Regions from separate parts of the Gasterosteus aculeatus genome. Here region 2 is linked to region 1. Evidence: chromatin contacts called from public Hi-C data. All regions are on one chromosome and are shown on one strand. The core of a region is the stretch at or near the end of the contact, and the rest is flanking DNA. Distances in the headings are between cores, read along the strand shown.

Region 1 (7,842 bases), core at 1,805-4,304:
AAGAAGAGCGCAGGGACTGGTTTTGTATCGAAAGACCAACTCGTGTCTTTTAGCTCACATGGTCGCAGGACGTTCAAATGATTCGTCTCCACGTGCCCAACCCTCTGACGACCACTTATCATGCAGCCAGAAGTTCTTCGGCGCGGTTTCCTTTCCATCTCTCCCGTGTGAGAAGGACAAACATCTACACAAGTTCCTGTGGAGAGGTGGGAATCCCGAGAGTCTCAAGGGACATGCAAGAGGATCTCATTAGGATGAGGCGTTCATTTCCTGGCGGGAGCCTGGTGGAGGGAAGTCACCAGGGGCCGAGTGCCTCTGAAACACGAACCCACACGTGGCTGCTGAGAAAACACAATGATGGAGTAGGCTTTTTTTTTTTCTTCTTTTTTTTGCCTGCAACAAAGTGTGGAGAATCCAGTGGGTGCTCTGCTAAAGTGAACACAACACCTTACAGTGGTTCTCCCAAAGGCACAGATTATGGAAAGTGTCTGTGATGAGGGTTATTAGTGGATGAGCACTTTTTTAAAAACTTTTATAATGACGTGAAAGACTGAAAAACATCCCAATGGTTCTGGTCTTTGTGCAGGTTAAATAACACACACACACACGAAGCCTTAGTTTGTTTGAAACAAGCTACTGCTTCTATTGATTAGATGCACGGACCATTATAAATGGTTTGCCTTTGTATGAGACTCATTGAAAATCGGTCATCACAGACCAAAACAAAGCTCTTAACAATGCAGGAGAACCAAATCATTGCCATCTGAGTCACGCAGGTGGGTCTTACATGTATGCATACAGACCGACGCACTCACGCTGCGTCAGCTGGACTTCACAGCTGTGCAGTGGCTCTGTGAGGATGCAGTGCCTTGAGACGCAAAAGTTTGGAAAAGGGTTTTGGGGGTGGTTGTGGTGCAGGGGAGGAGACCCTGTCCCTGCATCCCGCGGTGCTGCCCAGCTTTGTGCCGAGAGCCTGAAGCTGTTACCAAGACACTAACAAACCTGAGAATGATTTCCTCTACGGCGGCTTCAGGGAAGAGGAAGTTGCCTTCTCTCAAAGACTGCCACTGTCTCATGGACGTGTTAGTGACTCGACTACCCTGTACTTCCACATTCATACTGTATTTGGTTTCTACTGCAGCGCAGTCACTAGTTAGTCCACAAGTACAACAATGCAAAACAAAAACAATAATTTGATTGATGGAATAGCTCAAATAATCCATTTTAATTTAAGATACAAAGCATTGATAAAAAAACTTTGCTCAACTTAATCCAAATACCACACATCTACTTACTTTTGGTGAAGTAAGATTCCAATGTATCTTTTTCTCAACATGGTAGTACTTTTATTTGATTAAAGGATCTGAATACTTCCTTCACCACTGCTTCCAGTCTAAAGCTTGAGCAAATACATTGTGTCAGTTAAACTATTCAAAATTGTACCGTTATAGTGAGAAATATCGATGGTGTTTCTTACAAAGTGAACACACACATTCAGAAGGGGGGGGGGGGGGGGGGGATTTGGGAGATTAGTTGAGAGATTATGAAAAGTATTTTATTTAAAGAGACACTGGCCTGAAATGTTAAAAACATTCACTGCATGCACCAACACAGTGCTCCTGTTTTCAATGAATGTTTAAACTCGCCGTACAGCCGAGATAAGCAGCTGCCTTACACAAGTTTACACATGGCTCATTTACAGTACAATATGTTTTATGTTGAGAAAGAATTCCCTTTAAGTGTTCAACCGTGGACTGCACTCCATGGCAAACCATATTAACTGGTCTCGACCATTTGCTTGTGCAGACCATATGGTTGAATAGTGGGGAAACTCTATGCAACAGGAGACTGCAGTAAATATTTACATTTTATTTCCCACCAGTCCAACAGGTTTCAACAGTGTGAACGGCTACATCACCTGAACACGGTACTTCAGGAATGATAACAATCAAACTGTTTATTGCCACGTATACAGGATTGGCAGGTGATTTTAAAACATAGAGCACAATAATATGATGTTTTGGAAATATAAAAATGCACAGTAAGATTTGGTAAATAAACAAAGAACCACCATTAAAATGTCACTATTTTTGATTTGTGTACAGTTGTGTTAAGTGCCCTAGTACACGCTATAGTCACTTGTTATGACAGCACACATGATCAAATAGAGATTTTACTTTACATATATGTATGAAAAGCACAAGATATTTATTCATTGCACATTTCGGAATTGTGTATTTAGTTTTTGTTGTTTGTGAAAATGGACACCTTTGTTTTTTAACCCCTACTGACTATTCTAAAACCCACCCCAAATTAACATGATGGATGAAGTCTTTGCCTTTTCAATAGGAAATACTACAAATGGCACTACTTTTTATTTCTTGCGAATTTACCATTCAACTTAAAGTTTAAGTTAAGAGATACAAAACAAATCGTGATTCCAAGCAAATAATGCATATTTTGCAAATATCAGTCGGGGTTCTTTGACACAAAAAAAGTTGCGTAGGCCTACTCTCAAATAGAATAATACAATTAACGTTATGCCTATTTCTTCTTAATCTCCACCATCTGTGTGGGCAGGGCAGGAAAATAATTTCCCTTTGAGGGAAATAACAGATGAATCTACTGCTGAGGCAATTAATTGCGATGGCCAGTGTTGATGAATCTACTGCCCATCATGTTGAGTCAGCTATAGTGGAGGCAGTAATTACACCGTTCAGATCCGCAACGGATGACCGCTGTGCTTGTCACCAATTACTGAGACGTCCGTTTGAGTCGTCTCAATTGAGAAATAACAGAAAACACGGCCAGCAGGGGCGCTATCTGCTTTTCCCCGCTATCAATTCATCCACTGCATGTTCAATCCTTACGTCTAACGAAAGAGCAGTACGGATATTTCCGTGTGCGGGGCCCGCAGAAATATAGTAATAATAATATGTTATTTCCATCAGCCGAGATGCAGTACATCTTCTCCTGTCAATCAGAAACGGGGGTGGTGCGGTGGGAGTAAAGGCACGGCGTGCCGGCGGGAACAGGGCGGGACTTAGGACCCGTGGATTCATTTGTTGTCGAATAATAAAAGTTGGGTTTAACCGGGTGCTCGCGACGTGCTTCCCAGTGAGCGTGCGTGTGACCAGCCCCCCTCCTCCTCCTCCTCCTCTACCGGGGCACATTGCAGTGGTCCAACTACAGACAGCTGTTCGGGGCGGTGTGCAAACATTCAGCCGTTGGGTGTCTGTCTTCGCTCTGCGGCTCCTCCGCACACACACCAGCGGCGGGTGGAGTGTCTGCCGGTCCGTCCGTGTTTCCCCCCCCCACCCTCCCTCCCCCGGAAGAGAGGGGTGCGACACATGGGACACATCACAGGCCAGCAGCTGATTCCCGTCGCTCCTCTCGCGCAGAAGCCTCCCCGTTCAGACAACCGTAGGTAGAGGAACGAAGAGGCGCTCGCGCGTCCGAACCGGGACGTCCCCTCTGGGCTGGAACCGCCGCGTTTGAGGGACTCCCAACCCCGGTGAGTGAAACTTTAAGGATGCGCCGCCGTGTGTATATATGAAGGGGAAGTGCAGCTCGTACAGCGCGCGTTTCATGGCCGCGTGTTCATTGTTATTCAGTGAACTGTTCATCGGAGCGCATGAGGATATAGTGACTCCTCTGCACCTGCACGGGATTTAAATAAAACAAATGTTTTTCCGCTTAACACACACGCGCGCGCGATAATGTGCCATCCATGTGTGTCGTGCACCTGCTGCATCCTCACACCCCGCCGTGCTTTACAAACCGGGGACCTCTTTCCTTGCCTCGAGACGTCCTCCTATAATGTCTTCTAGTGTCTACGAGTCCAGCGGCGGACAGGGATGTGTGCTTTGACCGATATTAACTATAAAAACATTAACTACTACCATCATTTGTATACATGCAGTGATGCCAACAAAGGAGAACGCGATTCATGCATGTATACAGATATGCCTACTTCAACATTTATGAATTTGAAGAGTTTATATTGTAACCTGACATGATGGTGCTAATACCTGTAAACTTGGTGGGTTGTTTTTATTGTATTTTGTGAAATTCTGTGGTAGCAGAAAGTCACCCAGGGTTTGTTTTGTTTTTAATGTCCCCAAAAACCGGAAGAAGCTTTCACCGCTCTGAAAGGACTTTGTGTCTAATTTAAACAAGCCATGGCTTCCCCACGTCGGCCTCAAGTGGTGCTCATTTTAACCTGTTCACAAATGGTTTAATCCCTCATCCATGAGGCGCGGGGCTGAATGGCTTTTCATTGAATTTAATTCAAGGACGACTTGAAAAGAAAGCAGCTCTCCAGTATTGCACATTTTTTGATGAAGAAGAAAGGGAAAGTACATAAATGACATGCAACGAATAACTCTCCTCTTTGTTCCCGATCTCAAGCAGGGAGTCTGCGTGATGGACAATAAATCCATTTAACTCTCTTCACCCACTGCTATTTGACTGACGTGTGTGTGTGTGTGTGTGTGTGTGTGTGTGTGTGTGTGTTGTTGCTGAATTCTTTAACTTCCCCTCACGCGTACTTCCATTCGGTTTTGTGTTCAACTTTACGAGCACTAAAAGCAGAAAAGGGACACGCGGCCTTATGAGCTACTGTCAGCACTTTAAGCGAGATTTAAATGCTTCTGCGTCCTTGCGGCTCAGGACCATGTTGCTGCTTGGCATTCGTTCCTGTTGTACCAGCGCAGTTGCTGAAATCTTGCGGCATAATTGTGGTTTACCCGGTTATGTGTGTAAAGAACAGACAACAAAGTGTTCCCAGAAACTTGCCAAGCATATATATATATATATATATATATATATATATATATATATATATTTATTTGTCTTTTAAGGAAGCAGGTGCAATCCCACTGAACAGAAGGGTCTCCAGTCATTTTGACTCATGTTTGCATCTTTACCGGTTTGCGTGGCGTAAATGAGCCACTCTGGCATTACTTCTGCTTCTCTGCCCACTTTTCGTTGCCGAGTGTGCTGACGGCTGTACCTCTTCTTCGCGTGGCCGTCCGCGATCGCATCGGTGCTGCGATCCAGCTCCTGGAAAAAGGGAACGTGGGAGCAGCTCGCGGCTCGCTCAGCCCCTCTGGGAAATCACTTGACGAGGCGAGCGAGGTAAATGGGCATTGTGTGTGTGTCTATATCTTTACGTGAATGTGTATAGGTTTATGTTCTTACCAGAGTCTTTAATAAATGTCAAACCATTTTAACACTGAGGCCTGGATGTCATCCACCCGTATTATGTCAGGCAGCTAGAAAACAAACCGACAGCGTCTCTGCTCGCCGACTGCTCTGAGCTGAACGCTTCTTCTCGCAACAGCGTTTCGGTTTCCGCTCCTTACACCAGGACCACTACCTCGCTGTAGAGCCAAATTCAATCAGAAAGAAGTGCTTTTTCTTTTATAGCCAATTGACGACATCCTTATATTTGTTCAGTGTGGAACCTCTGGATGTACAGGTGTGCATGCAGTATTTAGAGCATTGAATTCAGCTGCAAATACCTTTTTAAAAAAAACCCTATATATATATATATATATATATATAAAGAAACTCTTTAAACGTTCCCTTCAAGCGTTGTAGGACCACTTGTAATAATCAACTGAACCGTCTTTTTCCAAACTGGGGTGTTAAGGCGCTCTGTCTCGTGGCATCCACAGCGATGAGCTCTTCATTTGACGTCTTTGATATTACATCTGGTACAAACCGGTACCGTCGACCGTCCACCTCTTCCTCTGTGCGCTGAGCCTTCAATTCCCAGAGGGTCTCCAGGTGTGTTTGTGGAATTGCTCCGGTGTTCTTTCCCCGATGCTTTAATACAAAGCTTTTCGTCTGAGTTGCTGGTTCAGAATAATTTGTAATGCTTGTCATTATTTGTGGAGGAATTTTCATACTGCAAATATTTCTGTGTATTGCAGAATCCCTCACTGCACCATTCGGGTGAGCCCTACCATTATAACCGCGGGGCGCCGCCCGCATCCAAAGACATTTACCCATCTTAACACCATAAAAAAGGGAATATTAGCCCAGTGTTTTGGAGGCTTCACCCATGCTATGGATTAAAACAAGTCAAGAGATTTCGGATTTTTGTGTTGCAATGTTGCTCTGCAAGTCTACCACTGTGGTCCAGACCAAAATAATGATTGGACTTGTTGACATGAAATGTTGCTCAGACATTGTTATTGTCATACGTGTCAGTCATGCCCCACCGGGTTTCACTTTTGCAACTAGTCTTTACTGGGGAAACAACTGTTTAACAGGAAATGACTGATTTTAGTCCGAGCAGAGTATGTTAATGAACTCCGTAAACACAAAGCTAAAGTTTCTTGAGGGGACAGAAACTGCTCACTACCTTTTTATTATGATTTACAGCAGCTGTAGTCACATTCATTTCCTAACTTCAGGCATACTGTAAAACACATTTTTGTTTCTACGACCTGAAAGAATATTGAATAAGTTCAAAATATAAATTTGGTACAGTCCGATGTTTCAAACATCTTGTCCCTGTTTTTGTTGTCCTGTGGGTTGTAGAACGTTTCCTTTTCAAGGGGATGTCATTTAGTCTCCATGCAGGGGGTCTACATCGAGAACAAAATGCTGTACAATGGTTATAGAGAATGGGCTCAGAGAGACAAAGGCCGCTCATAAGCAACACTTGATCTGTGTATGAATGCCATCAAAGTGTGTTCAGACTTTAAATGTGAACCGCTTCCAGTTTCAGTGGCAAGTGTAATATAATGGATGTTTTTAAATAGCCACCGTGCGGCTTTAGCAAAGCAGTTTTTTCAGAGTTGTGTTGGGTGGGTTACGTAACACAGATGACCAACTATTAAAACTAACCTGTTGGTGTACTGCACACAGCCCAAAGACCAATCTGCGATGAAAACAATTCAATCAATATTTAGAGGCCAATTGCGCCATTGTGGATCAATAATGATGGCAGCACACCAGCTTTTCTGGAGTGGAAAACCAATTCTGAATCCCCGGTCATGCAACACTAAATGGATGTTTAAATCACCTACCATTATTAAAGGAAAGAAAAAAAATACAACTTATTCCAAACATTTTAACGGCATTGTTGCATACATCACATCAGAATATATTGTCACACTAGCTTGGTTAGCACCGGCCTGTCAGCATTGTTATTGTTACGGCCTGTGATGAATTTAAGCATTCAGCAAAGCGCCTCGCTGTTGCTACTCTACGTCCCACCAAACACGACTCATGGTCGTGTTAAAATACTTGTTACGGACAGAAGGTCACTGTGGGATGGGAACCCTGCTCTAATGGAATGGTACCTCTCGTACCACTATTCCAGATCTCATTCAAATGTCACACGTTAATAGAAACATAATTGGGAGTCCAATATTTCCTGGTGCTCGTAGAGGCCAGAGACATGGTCCTTATTTTGTGGAGCTGTGCCAGGCCCAACAATCCCTTCTTCACAGTAGCCCTCGTTATTCACACCACGGCCAACAAGGAATCTGGGGGGGGGGGCTCGGATCTGGGATTTCGCCTCATCCGAGCACTTTCTCCCTGTTCTCGTTAGCCAGTTTGTGAGTTACTGACATCAGCGTGAATGAAACGCCCGCTGGGAACCTACACCAATTTATGTCTGCAGGACCGCAGCCCCAAGAAGTAATAAAGTAGACAAATAAATCTATTCAGCAGGAGTCATCTTTACGACAGTAAAGTCTCTTTTTATAAACTCATTATCTCACTAGAAACAAATACAAAATGTCAACAAAATAAAAAATGTAAGGAATGAACAGACGTCTGACAGTATCTGTCTGTCTGAGGTTTTCCTGAATGCTTCGTCTC
Region 2 (7,842 bases), core at 3,183-5,682, 36 kb after region 1:
GGGGTCACCCTCTACTGTTTCGTCTTTGGGAAGGCAAGTCTGCACAGTTCTTTCATCTGGTCCACCAAAGGTAGCAGCAAAGCCTGAGAAAGAGGATCCCTGCATACTTATAAACAGCTGTCTAGTCTAGCCATCTTTTCATTTCTTTTTCTGCCTTGTCTTTCTCACTTGTCTTTCCTCTTCTCCCCCTGCAGTGCCCATTTATTGACGAGTTCATATTGGCTTTGCACAACAAGATAAGGACCGGGCTTGTGGATTTCCCAGAAATGTAAGTCCATCCCCTGCGTCCTTGACGCTCCTCCACTTTATTAACAGAGACCGCAGCGTGGTCCCAGCCACCTCGTGTCCACAGCAGTAATCGCCGCCTTCGCTTGTTTATCTTTTCAACTGCATCTCTTTTCCCGCCGTTTCAAATCTGCATCTGCACAAACTGGCGTAGCAGACAGTATGGCACACGGTAAACGTCCCCTTTTTAATGATCAAACAAAGCATTGAAAAAGCAAATGTGGTTTCCCGCCAGTATCTTCACTTTGTCTGAAATGTCGACATCGAGGCAATTTCTTGAGTGCATAAAGCTAGACTGTGACAGTGTGCGTCAGACTGAGGGGGAGAGCCTTCCCATCTTCCGCCGCAAACTAAAGACACACCTCTTCAGACTCTACCTCGACTAAAAGACTGACAAATTGTAGCACTTATATTGTACTTATAATGCCACTTATCTATAGTAAATTGGCTTATTTGAGGAAATTGCACTTTCTTGTTTCTTGCTCTTCTGAACATTCCTGTGGTACTTTATTGTAAGTCGCTTTGGATAAAGGCGTCAGCTAAATGACATGTAATGTAATGGTGTGTAAGGACGGGGTGTCATGTTGTCAGGGTTAAGCGTCTTCTCCCAGTGGACTCAGAAGTGTTCATGCTTAATGAACAAACCCCAACGAGTGTCTCATCACCTCATGGAATCCTCTCCCCGCTGTACTGATCAGTGGCAGTAAGCAGCAGTACTGAGGGTCTTTATACTGTAGCTCACATTAACCCATTTTACTGACAACCTATATTCCTATCATCCATACTAATGATAGGTATTTTAGCAGTGTTAGTGGTGATGATGGAGTTATTGTTAGTAGACCGGTTTTAGGTCAATTTTTTTAATTTTAGAGCACCGGCTTGTATTACTTTCATCTATTTTAACTGTTACTTTCAGTTATATAATTAAACCCTTTTCACCATTATTCCATTAGTTTTATCTAATTATTAAGTTTATGCTGTTAACTATTTCAATTATTTATCCATTTGTATTAGCTTATTACTTTTTTTTGTGTTACCTATGTTTACCTTTTTACATCTTCTGCGTTATTATTAACTCACTGTTCCAGCTGTTCATCCCTTGGTTTTAACTAATTATTTCAACAGTTTCAGCGTTCCCTTTAGCTACCTGTTCTGTTGCTAACTTCTCTGCTTGCTTCGATGTTTTTCTCCATCAACAACTCCATTCTTAAATCCGTGTTCTGTGCGTCGTGCAGGCCAGAGATCAGTGAGGAGCTGCGGAGCCTGATCTTGCGGATGCTGGACAAGAACCCAGACACTAGGATCACCATCCCTGAGATCAAGGTATCCGCGCAGAAGATCGTCCAGGTTAACGGGAAGCTACCTTGAGCACAATTATAGCGAGGACGTCATTGTTAATTCCCAGACCCAATTTCCTGTGATGGACCCAAAAGGCCTCTCTCTGTTCCACGAGGGTTAAAAAAGATTAACACTGAGTCACCAATACAGGGGGGAGGTCCAGGACCAGTCAGGACCGATCCCCACGGTGTTCCCATGACGCGAGCCAAACATGCGTCAGTGAGTCACCTTCTCACCAGAGACGCTGTTTTGTGTTTATGGAACAGGAGATAATTAGGCAGTATGCACAACATGGTGCACGTACAGGCACACATTGCTTCTTTGTCAAAAGTTGCTAAATGCCCCTTATTACTTAAATAATAAAATGATGTATATCGAAAAATTGCATAATGCTTAAATTGAATGTAAAGCTAAACATGTTCAGCCCCTGTGCTAGACGGTGTATATATTTACATAAAAATACACCGCTTGTTACATGATTTAATTTTTTTAAAGTTATGGAAAAAACTAATTTCCAGTTGCTTTATGAAAGTGACCCATTAATATGAGTATACTGCCTTAATATGTTTTTTACTTTTCCACTGCTCACTGATTTCAATGGTGAAAGATCTACTCTGATATTTCTTGATTGTGGGAGCTTTCAAACGTGACATTAATGGAGTGAAGTGAACTCCGGTACTCGAGGACTGATTACTGAATAATTGTGTTTTTAGTTTGAATACTAGCTTTCGCTTTTTTTTTTCCTTTTTGGATGCCCAATGAGCTTCCCAACGTGGACTTTAGAGCATCTGTATGAATGTTTTTAAGGGAAACTTGTTTCTTATTGTCAACAAAAACAATGAAATATTGATTCTGCCAGTGATGGAAAACCAGTTAGCCATTGAGTGCTGCAGCCGTCGAGTGCTTCCCCCATCTTAAAGTGGACTGGCGTTTCAATGTTTTTTTGGTAAAACGCATTTAAAAAAAGTCTACCAATGCGTTTTTATGCTTTTTACTTCTGCTGCTTTGATTTGTGCTTCAAAAATGAAAGATGCCGTATTAATTTGTGGATATTATTTTACAAAAAATGTAAGTATTATGAATATACAAAATATAAATCCGCTGCTTTTTGGATAGGAAACAAAAATGTGACATTCCTGCAGCACTCATAACACTGATATCATTATGGAAACTCATCTATTTTGCATCGATCCCAATGAACCGAATGATCACATGACCAATCTAGGATGGAAAATAGTAATGAATCTTTGCAGAAAAATATACGTTATACATGAGTCCGTTTACAACAATGTACTCTGTTAAACCTGAGAGGCTGAATTCCTGTAAAGATGTTGCAAACTTCTGTGCATTATAGATGTGTTTGTGTGTTAGATGGACCAGTGGGTGACCCAGTTAGGCACAGACCCCTTGCCCCTGGAGGAGGAGCACTGCTCTGCGGTGGAGGTGACTGAGGAGGACATCCAGAACTCCGTAAAGTTTGTCCCCAGCCTCTCGGCCGTGGTAAGGAGCCCTGCGCGTCCTCCCTTGGCGGGGGGCTTTTGTGTCAAATAGATGCGCATCGTTTCCAAGAGAGGGGAAGAGAGGCTGCTCCCTACCAGCTGCAGTCCTCCGTTTACCGCGATGGTGACAAAGCACAGCGACGTAGTGATTTACTCACAGTGCAGTGCAGGCTGGTTCACAAAAAAAAACAGTTGATGCCCCAGTTTGAATGGTGCGTATTCCTGTAGCTTTTGTAATATTTGACTGCCATTAAAGCCATTGATTCAAACCTGAATACCAATATTAAAGAAACAAATTCCCCAAATGGGGGATTCAAGATCTTCGATCGGCTGGTTCCATAAATGTTCTATTGGGAAACAAGCTCACATGGTTGCATTAATAGGCACTGACAGCATATCGGTGACTAATAAAGGGCACATTTGAAAATGATTTATACCATTGGCTTTATAGCATCCTGTAGATGGACTTTCCAAGCCGCCGAAGAGGTCGGAACATTCTCACATTGATTCTCCTATAGGGTCTTATATGAAGTTATGACCATTAAAATATTCCAGAAAAGTACAACAACAAACAATATGAGCATATGACTGATGGAGATAATCCTGAAAAATATTTTTCTTGTACATAACAAAAAAAAAAAAAAAAAAACGTTGTAAACGTAACAAGAATGGACTTATCTGAGACATTCTGGTCTGCTTCAACCCTCTGTGTGCACTTCCTTCGATGAATACTTTATTTTGTGCAGAGCCACAGCGAGCTTTGGCACGTCATTGCAGCCGTCCTGTGCCTGTGAATGTTTCAGATCTTGGTGAGAGCCATGCTAAGGAAGCGATCCTTCAGCAACCCCTTTGAGTGTCCCAGCAGGAGAGAGGAGAGGTCTATGTCTGCGCCCGGCAGCCTGCTCATGTAAGCACACGCGCCCTCTGGCTCTCAATAACTGTACATCTCATCCGTGAAGACGGAGAAACGCAACAACACGAGGCTCTTGCTTATTGCAGAGATTACTAGAGACTCTGACATCGGCAGCAGCAGCTGCTGCTTTGCCATAGCACCATCCTTCATTCTTTCATTGTATGCAGCGGAGCTTCCAGCTTTTATACGTGTTTCTTTTGTGTGTTGCTTCCAGCTCTGAGTGAGAACGTGGATTGAGATCACTGGGGGGGGGGAAATGGGCAATCGTGTGAACTGCTCCTGCAATCCCGACATAAGCAGTGCGGCCAAGAGCCGAGCTGAAGCATCCGTAGCAGAGTAATCTGATGTGATGTGATCTGCAGACAGGCTCCCATCTCCCTTTTGCTAGAGGCCGAGGTTTTCCCTATTAGATTGTAGACATTCAGAGCGCTGCCATCCGAGGTGAAGGTGTTTCCAGAGCATATGAAGGAAGTTTGAGACAACACTGCCCCCTGCTGGGGACTGTGGGGGGGAAAAAAACAGGGCTTTCATCTTATAAATTAGACTCATCTGAAGTATTTAGCCCATCTGTCCATTAGCTCATAGTTAGTGATTGTCCAGCTTCATGTCACCATGAATTATAAATTGTACGGATTTAATAGGAGAACTATCAAGAAAGACCTGGAACACTCATGGCTCACACGTAGCTTTATGTAATCTGTTTAACCACCATCATTTTGACCCGGATTGGGAGATTGATGGGATGCTGTTTAAAAAAAAGGTTTGATTTTTTTTTAACCTTAGCGCTCAAAATCCTAAAATATTTGAGTCATTTTTTCACAAATATCAAAGCCACAGATACAGGAAGCATTTACAGGTTGAGGAGGTGACGTATGTGACCTTTAACACCCCCCCCCCACACACACACACACACACACACACTGAGGTGACCTTTGCCCTCTCACCTGTGACCCTTTTTTTTTCCACCCATCTTTTCTCCCACTTTGCTGCAGGGACTCTTGGCCCTTCCGGCCCTCTTTAAAACTGCACCCCTCCCTCAGGTAACACATTGTGCAGCATGGTCCGACACGCTGTCTGTCCAACATCTACCAGCCAGCAGCAGCAGCAGCAGCAGCATCATCATCATGATCATCATCTTAGACTCCTCTGCTCTCGCTCATTCCCGTCATGACAAGTGATGGAGCAGCCTAGCCTTCCCCAGCTCCCTCGTCTCCCTGCTGCTGTCATTTAAGGCTGCCTTTAACATTCATCATGTGACAAAAACGCTTCCCTGGTTTCGCTGCTTGTGGAGAGACGAAGCACAGTGTCTAGTACAGTGGTTTAGATCTCTGCGTGTGCTCTTTTTGACCGCCACCTCTTACTTGTTGCAGAAAGAGCAGCACGGGAGACGGACCCAGAGACGGAGAGCTGGAGGACCTGCACGAAGACGAGCCCGCCTCATGAGACCTCCCACAGAGTTTTGTCCCCTTTACCCGTGTGTCCCCCCTTCCATCCACCTGTTAATCAAATCAATGACGCTGGACAGACTGATGGTTTGGAAGACCCGCTTCATGGCTTTTGTTTACGCTCCAACTCTGCTCGGCATCTTTTAGCGTCCCTGCCCTCTCCCCATCTTACTCCCCACTTGTCCGCTGAGTTGGATCCACAGTATTCGCAGCGCAACCCTTTACTGATGTGACTGGCATCAGTGAACCAAGAAGAGGAACTCTGCAGCGGGCATTACACTGCAATGCTCCAACACTCTGGAGCTCAGATATTTATTTCTTTTGATATTTCTGCATGAATGACCAGTCGGGCCTCATCATCTGACTGCTTCGTGCCAGCTGTCCCAGTCAGAGCCGGCCAGAAAGAGCGTGGCCCATCACAAACCACAGCATGTTAATTAAACTATTATCTGTTCAGTACACCACGGGGGGGTTGATATTGCACATAAATGTCTCGAGGTGTCGTCAATGTTATCGTCTCACTGTGTTCGTGCCATCGGTAGCTTTTTACTTTGGTGCTGAAGAACTTCACGGTCCTCTCGCCTGACTGGGTGAACTTCTCTGACCGGAAGGAAGAAGGAAGCCCGCTGTTGAAGAGAGGCTGGCTCATTTGAACAGGCTATGGTCGCGGTGTAATGTGCAACCGCTTCTGTGTTCAAAGTTGTTTTGCACTCTCGACTGCCTGCGGATTCATGCTCTGTAACGTGTCTCTTCCTATCTCGCTCTACGGTTTGATTCGGTTTATTGCGAGAGAAACCGCAGCTTTTGGAAGTGAATGTCGTAAGGCAAGAGAAGTAAAAGGAACACAAACTACTATTGCATATCTCTTTCAATATTTTCTCGTAAAAACTAGAATGCATTATTACACAACAGTCTTGTATGCAGAGCTCATGTGAAGGCATGAATAATCATTGTCCAGGATAAACATCAATGAGTGCTCTTCCACGAGAAATTCATAAAACTCCTCCAGGTAAAGGAGGCCATGGGGGGGGGGGGTAAAGCAGCGAAGCTCTACTCACCATACATACATACTTTTTCAGGGTTACTGAAAAAACGACTCAACCGAACCGGGTACAAACCGAACGCCGAGGCATCGGCACAATGTGAATGAGAAAGCCTTTCACGCGCTGCTATTGGCATTGTGTGGCGCCGGGGAATCTAAAAGCTTTACTCGTTTTGATTTGATTGTTCAGTAAGAGTCTGTAATGTGTTTTATAAAGGGATGAATTCCTGTGTGAAATGATGTGTCTGCATGTCGGAAAGGAATCATTGACTGATGTTGGCCCTTCTCTGTGCTGATGACCACGTCGGCGAAAGGAGGCACTGAGGGCGGTTTAAACTCCAAAGACTATGGAATGGTTTTGCCCGTATGAGCGCGTGGCCATCTTGACGTTAATGTGTCTGACGTTGGTCAGAGTGCAGTAGTGCTGTCGTCTTTGTCCTCTGTGTATATCCGGCATTCCTCTGCTTTTATGTTTTCAAGTTGACCATGTTGAAAAACAACTGAAACACTGTTCAATATTTGCACTTTTCCACTGCTCGATAAACATTTCACTTATTCAATATTTGCACTTTTCCACTTCTAGATACATATTTAAGTTATTCTTGTTATACATGTATATTACTGTCTAACATTGTAAAGTGTCTGTGTGGCTCACCTGTAAAGACCGTGTTGACTGTGTATCTGTCTGCTCTCAGTCTCCTGTGCTATTGTTCAGAAATCTGCATTTGGAAGCATTGGTACTTTTTTTTTTTTTTTTTGAGATTTTCTTTTTTATAAACTCAATTAGCAACTCTTTCTCCCTTCTGGGACAACCTGCTGCTTCAGCTGCAGTGACCAGATTTTACATATCCGTATGACGATAGAATGGCTACAGTTATTCAAAGCTTTTAAACCAATTTCTATTACATTTGGTAAAGAATTATATTGGCCATTTGGAAAGCTGCAAAAGAACTGCTAAAAATGGGGCTACACTACATTTTTTTTAAGAATCCAGTCATTTTGAGCTCTTGAACAATTAGTTGTGACCGTGTTTGAATGGCTCAATGTATCAGCATAACCGTCACCTTTTGGTATCCGATCTGTCCAGATACAAATGAAATACACATTCAATTAAATCGTGGATCCTTGAGAAAGCCCTCGCTTAGTGCCGTAAATGTGGTAACAAAGAAAGAAACGTATGAGTTAGTTGCACCACAGGAAACTTTCATCATTTCAGGTCCTAGTTCGATCCAAAGGAGTGTGAGAGAGTGAGTTTGTACGTGCCGCTTGTGTGCTTGTGTGCCTGCAGCTTTTTGTTGTCTTGTGCATTTCTCTGTCCTT

Evidence for each region. Hi-C and Micro-C count contacts between places; a contact is called where the count stands out from the background.
Region 2: a contact with region 1 is called in a Hi-C map of tail fin, with 5 times the contacts expected there. The contact joins the enhancer-like site here to the promoter of camkk1a in region 1. A contact is called at or near these places in 5 of 6 Hi-C or Micro-C datasets (liver, skeletal muscle, tail fin and 1 more).

What each region holds. Positions count from the first base shown.
Region 1 is chr7:17,927,139-17,934,980 of fGasAcu3.hap1.1, forward strand. camkk1a (calcium/calmodulin-dependent protein kinase kinase 1, alpha a) reads left to right here and starts at 3,055. Exons shown (of 16, transcript XM_040181156.2): 1 at 3,055-3,514.
Region 2 is chr7:17,961,274-17,969,115 of fGasAcu3.hap1.1, forward strand. It overlaps camkk1a (calcium/calmodulin-dependent protein kinase kinase 1, alpha a), which reads left to right. Exons shown (of 16, transcript XM_040181156.2): 11 at 1-33; 12 at 195-268; 13 at 1,521-1,608; 14 at 2,995-3,123; 15 at 3,926-4,029; 16 at 5,406-7,842. The coding sequence ends at 5,478. Among protein-coding and RNA genes, the nearest start is that of p2rx1, 15 kb to the right of the region's middle. Within about 2 kb of position 4,433, at least 3 of the 9 cell types and tissues checked have open chromatin away from gene starts, as enhancers often do.